Linked DNA regions of Mus musculus: region 2 is linked to region 1. Evidence: chromatin contacts called from public HiChIP or PLAC-seq data. All regions are on one chromosome and are shown on one strand. Each heading gives the region's core, a stretch centred on a gene start, on an enhancer-like site or on the middle of the called end of the contact. The rest is flanking DNA. Distances are from core to core; before and after follow the strand shown.

Region 1 (4,145 bases), core at 1,116-3,615:
GAGCTGAAGTCAGTTTTGAGCCACCTAATGTGGGTGGTGGGAACTTAATTCAGGCCCTTTGCAAGAGCTGTACACGTTTTTAACCACTGAACCATCTCTCCAGCCCCCAAAATGGAATTTTGTAGTTAGTTAAAAGTCCATGTACATAACATAGCCCAGCACCTGTACCTTAGTGTACACTTAAGCCATATAGGAATGTTTCTAGTTTGAATCAAACTTTAGTATTCATTATATTTTAGGGTTACAACTAATCTCAATTAAGATTACATGTATATGATTTTGTTTGGTATTTTTTTCCTTGGATATTTTTCTTTATTTCCATTTCAAATGTTTTCCCCTTTCCAGATCTCCCCTTTGGAAACCCCCTATCCCATTCCCCCTCCCCCTGCCATAAGGAAAATAAAAATGTATACATAGAGAAGCATAGCTATACCCATTAGCACCTGTACCTTTCGTTGCCTTCATCCTAGCAAGCAGTCTCCTGGCTACCTTTGGATTCTATTGTTTAAGTTTAAGATCATTTTAATCTCACCAAGGTGTCTTGATTGAATACATAGCTTTACAGAGCTTTGCCTCGAGTCATCACAAACAGAAGTTTGTACCTTCTCATGAACACATTACAAATGTCTTTTAAGAGTCAAAACCATAAGTCAGATATGGCACATACCTTTAATCCCAGCACTCAGGAGGCAGAGACAGGTGGATCTCTGTGAGTTCAAGGCAAACCTGGTATACATAATGAGTTTCAGACAACCAGAGCTACAGAGTGAGATGGCTCAGTGGGTAAACTCAAAAGCCTGATAGCATGTGTCCCATCATTAAAAGCGATGTTAGAAAGAAAGAACTGGCTCCTTTCTACATGCATACCGTGATGCACATGTACACACACACACACACACACACACACACACACACACACACACACGCAGGCACACACACGCACAGTAAGTAAATAGTCTACTTGAGATTATATTTTTTTTGTAGCATGACATACTAATTTGTTGCTGTTTTTGAGACAGGTCCCATGTAGCCTAGGCTGACCTTGAACTTCTAATCCATCTCCCTTCACCCCGAGTGCTAGGTTTACTGTTGTGTACGATCTGGCCCCTTCTTACTGTGACAATTTAAATCAGAAGTGGTCAAACCACTTTTATGCCTTTTGTCCCCATCCCAAACAAGCCAGAGCATCCTTTTCCAAATCAATTTTTCTTTATTTTAAACATTTTTAAGCTCAAACACTTTAGCCGTATAGAAATGTCTGTCCTTAGTTTGAATAAAACTTTAGTATACATCGTATTCTAGGTTTTTGACTGTTCCCAGTTAAGATAAAATAAAATGTATATGATATGTTTATAAGAAAACTCAAAATGTACACGGTATACATACTGAATGACAGCTATGCCCAAACATATTCTTTCATCTCCATAAACTCTTCAGTAAGCAATAGCATTCGGTTGGGATAATGTTCATTTTACTAGGGATTTTTTTTTCAAAATTTTTAATGCATAGCTTTGCTACCTAGCCCATGCCAGCCTTGAACATTGAGTCTTCTTGCCTCAGCCTCCCAGTTCTGGGATGCAAGGCATGTGCCATGTCTGGATGGATTTATTAAAACATTAATGCATTTATTCTGACTTGCTGACTACAGAATTGTTAGAATCAATCTGTTTTGTGCTTAGATGTGGGGTATAATTGAATAGTAATCTAGTTCTTACTAATGATTCAATAAGTCGATGTAATAACAGTGGACTTGGGGCACTTCAAGGTCAGGAAAGGTGAAGAGCTTTATATTTATCTCAACTTTACCCAGAAAATTCCCTCTTACCTCTCTCTTCTCCATCCTCTTTTCATGTAGTGAGTAGCCATTGCCCCAAGTGAGCCCAACTCTCCCTAGCATTCTTGAAAATCAGAAATGACCATATTTGACTTGGTGTATGGCTTTTTATGTAAAGAATTGGTATTCTCGTCTTGTTCTGTGTACTAAGAACAGACTTAAATGCTAACATCAAATAAATCAAGTAGAGTATGCTGGGATCAAGGAGTGCAGATTGTGATTTTGGGAGTAGAGGCCATTAAAACTGTCTGTAGCATCCCACAGTCAGAAACTCGGGAGTGTAACTCTCAGTTATCTATGTTTAAAGAAAAATAAAATATCTAAGTGGCCAGAATCCAGGAACAGAATAGAAGTGTGGAATTGTTTCCATAAATCAGACTTAGGTTGTGGTCACTTTAAGAGTCAAGTACAAAGTCTCTCGAAGGTCTGTGATGTGGTTAAGGTAATAATAAAATCTTTCCACTGATGAGAGCTAACGCCTCTTTGATGTCCCATGAGTCCTTTGTCTGACCTTCTGATTCATTGCTGGCTCCCTTCCCAGCCACTTGGAAAGTGTGTCCATTTCCTGTCTCTGTCATCCCCAGCTCTGAGCCACTGACTCTTCAGAATCGATGTGTCGCAGCCATCAGTGAGCTTTGCAGCTAGGCCAAAATCTATTTTCTGATTTGAAATTAATTCCAAATTGATATCTCGTCTTGTCACAAAGTTTTATAACACCACTGCCCTTTTCTACCTCTCTAGAAACAACTCAAATGCCTAAGTACGAGTCCCGTGTAAGCACAGTGCTGCAGTCTACCCAGTGCACAGCAGCACGCACAGCGTTCACGTTAGCCAGTGACAATAAAAAATAAAAATTTAAAAAAAAAAAAAACCTCAGTGTAAAGTCTTTGTAAAGCAAAGGCAATGTAGGTGATAGAAAAGTTTAAAACCAAGGTAGCAAATTCTAATCTAAATGATGGAAAAGAACCCAAATAAACAAAGAGGAAAGTCAGAAGAGAAACACATTTGTTCTGAGCCAGATAATGAAGGGACTAGTCTACAGCTTCCTGGCTTAAGTGAAAGACAGAAACTCCATCGAAGTCATTTTAAATTTTTTGGAAGTTTTCTTGGGTTTAAAAAAAAAAAGAAACACAAATGTTCTTTGGTTTTAAAACAGCACAGTTACCAGAGAATTGAAATTAATTGATTTTCTCAAAATAAAAAAAAAAAAGTTAACAACATAGACTAGGGTAGGTTGGGGATACAGCTCCATCGAAAGGGCACTCCCAAAGCATCTCTCAAGTCCTGGGTTCAATCCCCAGCACTGCAGAAGTCAGGTAGTCCACACCTGCTATCCCAGAACTCGGGAAGTAGAGGCCGGAGAGTCAGAAGTTCACGATCATGCCCAGCTCTCTGAGACTAGCCTGGCACATAAGAAACATTGTATCCAACAAAACCGTAAAGAAAAAGTGGCTAACTCTTATCTTCAAAATACCACAAGAAGAGGAAAGGGCCTGCCGATAGCCAGTCTCCATGTGCTATTGCACATGTTGATTGTTAAATTGTATTCCCCCAAATGGTCATCTATTTCCTTTCCAGTCCCAGCTGTTAAAAGCCCTCATTCAAAGTAGCCTAATGATTGTTTGGTGTGTATCACAGGCCACAGGTTGACAGCCATAGACTGTAGAAGTTAAACTCGCTCCAGAGGTGGGAGGATGCGAAGGATGTTGATCACATTGCCTCTCTTTCTCTTTCTACAAGCCTTGCATATTGATGAACAACATCCAACAACTGCGGGTCCAGCTGGAAAAAATGTTTGAATCCATGGGTGGGAAAGAGGTGAGTGTGTGTCCACTTTTGTCTTTACCAAAGGACTCTTGGGTGGATGTTAGTAGCATTTTGCTTTGTTCTGGAAAGCGTCTTACTTTTTGAAATGGTTTTTACCAATGAACAGGAAGCAGCATTTGTTTGCTTGGTTGTTTGATTGTTTTTATCTCTAAAATCCCATTCGCAATTACGGCAGTCACTATGACAGCATTTTAGTAAATGGAGGTGTATTCAGGGACAGGGAGAGAGCCAGCCAACCTGTTGTACAATTAAAATGTATGCATATAAACTAGTGATCAGTAGTATGACAAAGATTACATTTTATACTTCCTGTTGAAGTTGACACTTGTTTTAGAATCTATGTTGTGGCAATCGTGCTATGTCGGTGCTTAATTTTTCACATCGTGAGAGCTGTGTCAAACGTGCTATCTGTGTGTTGTGTCTGTAATGTGTCGTGTCTCTATTCAACATCTGTGCCTTGCAATTCCACGAACAGAAGAAGGAA
Region 2 (4,145 bases), core at 548-3,047, 350 kb before region 1:
AGAGAGGGCTATCATAGAAATATCTTCTGTGTTCTTTAGATGCCTGTTTGTATGTAGGAGGGTTGGGGAAGCATTCCAGTGTGCCTCTGATATCTGGTCAGCTCTCACTTTGAGTTATAGTTTTTACATCTGTAAGAAAAGCAGTGCAATTGAGGCTTCGTCACACCATCTTGCTCTGAGCCAGGTCCTCTTCTACACATTTCTGCTCAATTGCAACTCTCTGTGGAACATACAGTGTGAGGTAATCCCACCCATCTGGCTTAAGATGGCTTTTCCTTTATGGAGTTAGAGAAGTTTAATAATCTATACTGAAGTTGGGGGCACTAGAAGAACAGAACAGTCCAGAGAATTCCCATGGTGTTTTATTTTGACTTTCTGTGACAGTATAAACTTGGACAATCTCCAGTGTTTGAGAAGACCCTGGGTACAGTGTACAGAGGTGGGAAGATAAGAATGCTTCTCTCTGAATTTATCAGGCTATGACCACTCTGACCCCTTAGAGAATAGACCTAGTGAGATGTGGACTCTGAATGCTCACTTAACTGTATTATCTTGCTTTGAGTTGTCACAGCGCTTCATTTCATATTGTCCCAAGTGGCAGGACCATCATGACATAGAAAGCAATACATGGAGGAGGCTGGATGTCTCCTGAGTCTTTAATTCAACAGACATAATGCCAAAGCCATGCTGCTGACAGGAAACACAATCACAAGTCTTGCTCGCACCCTGGCTTGCCAGCAAGAACCATGCTGCAACAGGATCCTTCTGCACACGTTTATTGGGAGAGCTTGATTGCAGAGGCGAAGAGACCCCAAGCCCAGAACTGGTGCTGCTTATATAGGCCTAGGAGAGGCGTGTCTCACACCCGGATTGGTTATGCATGGGTTATGCTTACCACCTCATTTGCATGCCTACATCTGATTGGTTAACTTCTCTCTCATCTGATTGGTTAACTTCTCTCTCATCTGATTGGTTAATTCTCAAAACCTCATCTTGGCAAAAAACTTTACTGCCTATGTATGCGTGGTGGCCAGAGGTAGCCAGCGCCACCCTGCAACAGCACGTGTGGCTTCCCACACACAAGAACGTGAAATCTCTGTCACGGGTACTCTTGACTTTGAGTGTGAACTTCTGGTTTCATGTGGTTGACCCAGTCTAGGGCTGAGTTCTTCGACTCTTTCTTTCATTTGCACTAACCATCTTATTGCTTGCTGGGACTCTGCACATGGCCTATACATGTGGTCATTTCTATTTCCCAGTATCAACATCTTTTCAAAGCTGCTGTAATTAACTGTCCACTTCATTGCTTCAATTAAATATATGTAGAATCTGATTCCTTTTTCAAGTTCACAAATCTGACTCCTTCAAACCCCTGACAGCATTCCTCCATCACTAGTGAACTGTGTCTACACTGACCTCTGATTGATCTCTGTTTCTACCTACCAGCACCCAGGATAAAATTATTAATGTATCTCAACATGCCACCCTCCTCTCAAGACTATAATCAGCTTTAAGTTTTTAAAATTTTATTCTGAGGATAAGTCTGAAATCATACAGCAGTTTTGTATGCTCTCCCTAACTCTAAACTCTTTCTTTTCCTCTGCTGACTCCATCCATTCTGGCACAGGCAGCAGGATCAACAGACATATGTCTCTGAATTCTCTCCCAGAACCACATCTTCAGATTCAATGAATGGAACTAGTTTATTTTATGGGTAATTCTGAAGTAGCACTACGTGGAGGAGAGGAAATGAGTCACTGACCTCCCACCCCCAGGAAATGGAAGATGATGTTTACGCTGTGAGGGGGTGGTGCTAATCCCACAGAATAACTCTATAGCCTTGGTATGTAAGGTATGCCCTAAGGGCTCACTGCATTGGCTTTGCAAAGAAGTTCGTTAGAGAATTCCAAGACTCACCCCAGACCTACTGACTCAGAATCTGCACTTGAACAAGCATTTCCGGGGGTTCCTGTGTTCTAGTCAATATTTGAGAAATATGCTCCAGCAGGCAGAGAAGAACTCAAATTATCCTGCCCTAAGGCAGACAGCATGAGGTGTTTGCTCAATGATTCCTTAATCAGGTGATTCCTGTTGTGAAGGCTGTTAAAGACCACACAATGTAGGGCTTGGTGTGATCCGTGGTCTGCAAAAGCCTATAAAAAGGAAGAGGGCCATAAGAGTCACAGCAGACCAGCTTCATGGATGTGGAGGTTTCACACACAGTACCAATACCATCTAGTGCTGAGCCTTGGCTTCTCTTTCATTGGCTCTTCTCTTTACCTAAAATACCTTCCCTTTGGTATTCACTTAGTAAATCCCACCTCCTCCGAGTCTTTGCTCAAATCGCACGGTCTCAGTGAGGTACTTGATTTTGCTAGCAAGCTGCGTGTACCAACCTAGCATTCCCCAGCCCCCATCACACTGTTCTTCGATTGCCCTTCTTAATCTCATCTTCTGATTTGTGTATAATCTATTTAGTTAATGTGCTGGCTGCCTGCCACAGAGGAAGGTTAGCTTTCTCTGCCAAGGCAGGGAACTTTGCTATGCATCCTAATAAATACCATTACCAATAGCTCTCAAGCTTGATGAGGGCTGGAGAGATGGCTCAATAGTTAAGTGTGCTTGTTGCTCTTATAGGTGACCAGAGTTTGGTTCCCAGCACACATATGTTAGCTCACAACAACCAGTAACTCCAGCTCCAGGGGATCTGATGCCCTCTTGTGGCCTCTGTGGATGCTACAGTTATGTGTGTAAATACACACACACACACACACAAAGAGAGAAAGAGAGAGAACAATCTATAAATCTTTGAATAAATAAATATCTCCAGATCATGACTGTTCATGAACGTTTTGCATGGGACTTAATTTTTTTTTATGCCAAGTATGTCTTTACCTAAAAATATAATTAACATTAGCCTCATATACCTGGCATGTTCCTTAGTTTCCTTTTAAGGTTATAGATAGTGAGGACATGAGCTTCTCTCTTTAAGTCAGTTTCAATTGAGGTATTTTTTTAGATAGATTCCTAGAAGTCAAAATGACAAAATATGAGCTAAAAATTTTAGTTTTTCATTTATACCGTTTTTATGTTTCTAGAATTTCATCTATGTATATGATAAACTTCTATTATCTTCCACTTCTATATATCTCCCATTTCTCCCTCCCAAATCCTCTGGGGTTTGGTTGCTCTCTACATCACCACTCAATGTCATTTTTTTTTTATACCCCACCAAGTCTAATTAGTGATGCTTACATATGGGGTGGGGGACCATCGTTTCATTTGCCTACCTTCTAAAAACACTAACTGTTAATCGCGTTCTCACGCCCGGCCAGGAAAGACGCAACAAACCAAAATCTTCTGCGGCAAAACTTTATTGCTTACATCTTTGGGAGCCAGGAGGGCAAGCGCCCAGCGCCCAGCCCCAAAAACGAAAAGCCCCTTCAATAATTTTAGGAGCCAGAGCTCTGGCGCGCCGGGGCGCAGAGCGTGCTCTATTGTTTACATCTTTAGGCAGCGAGAGAGCGCAGGGCGCGCAGAGCCAGAGAGATGCCAGCGAGAGAGAATGGCGGAAACCCCGTCCCCTTTTTTAGGAGCGTTATATTTCGCCTAGGACGCATCACTCCCTGATTGGCTGCAGCCCATGGCCGAGCTGACGTTCACGGGAAAGGTAGAGTACAAGTAGTCATAAAATACCCTTGGCTCATGCGCAGATTATTTGTTTACCACTTAGAACACAGGATGTCAGCGCCATCTTGTGACGGCGAATGTGGGGGCGGCTCCCAACATCTCCCCCTTTCCTTTTAATAAGAGCAAATAGGCCACCCAACTAATGAGAGTGGAGATAGAGGTCAAATCCCCAGTGTGTAGGTAAAGGAGCCATGTACAGGATTAGCTCTTAGGCTCACAGGCTTTTACCCAGAGCAACCCTGACCTGCTCCCGTGTCGTTTTGCCTGGAGAGAAGGACACTTGGACACTCAACCTTCTTGAAAGATGACATGTCTCCCTAGAATAGGCTCATATATGCCGCAGAGCCTTTCTACTGCAGTGCTTAGCCGTGCAACTCTCTCGGGCTGCTGAAGCACACTCACTCTATCCCGTGCAATGAGACTAGCCTCATGGGATATAAGAGCTGAGTGGCCAG

What was found. HiChIP or PLAC-seq counts read pairs in DNA pulled down with a chosen protein or histone mark.
Region 2: a contact with region 1 is called in an H3K27ac HiChIP or PLAC-seq map of a colorectal cancer cell line, with 6 times the contacts expected there. The contact joins two enhancer-like sites. A contact is called at or near these places in 1 of 15 datasets of contacts at CTCF or cohesin (stem cell-derived epiblast-like cells), 2 of 484 Hi-C or Micro-C datasets (the AML12 cell line and embryonic stem cells) and 2 of 115 datasets of contacts at active chromatin or transcription factors (the NIH/3T3 cell line and a colorectal cancer cell line).

What each region holds. Positions count from the first base shown.
Region 1 is chr9:73,558,446-73,562,590 of GRCm38.p6, reverse strand. Unc13c (unc-13 homolog C) reads left to right here. Exons shown (of 33, transcript NM_001081153.2): 24 at 3,575-3,652. Among named protein-coding and RNA genes, the nearest start is that of Gm27211, 370 kb to the right of the region's middle. Within about 2 kb of position 2,365, at least 15 of the 459 cell types and tissues checked have an H3K27ac peak or open chromatin away from gene starts, as enhancers often do. A contact at or near this core is called in a colorectal cancer cell line, where this site is marked.
Region 2 is chr9:73,903,818-73,907,962 of GRCm38.p6, reverse strand. The region is part of intron 2 of Unc13c (unc-13 homolog C); the gene reads left to right. Among named protein-coding and RNA genes, the nearest start is that of Unc13c, 63 kb to the left of the region's middle. Within about 2 kb of position 1,797, at least 38 of the 459 cell types and tissues checked have an H3K27ac peak or open chromatin away from gene starts, as enhancers often do. A contact at or near this core is called in a colorectal cancer cell line, where this site is marked.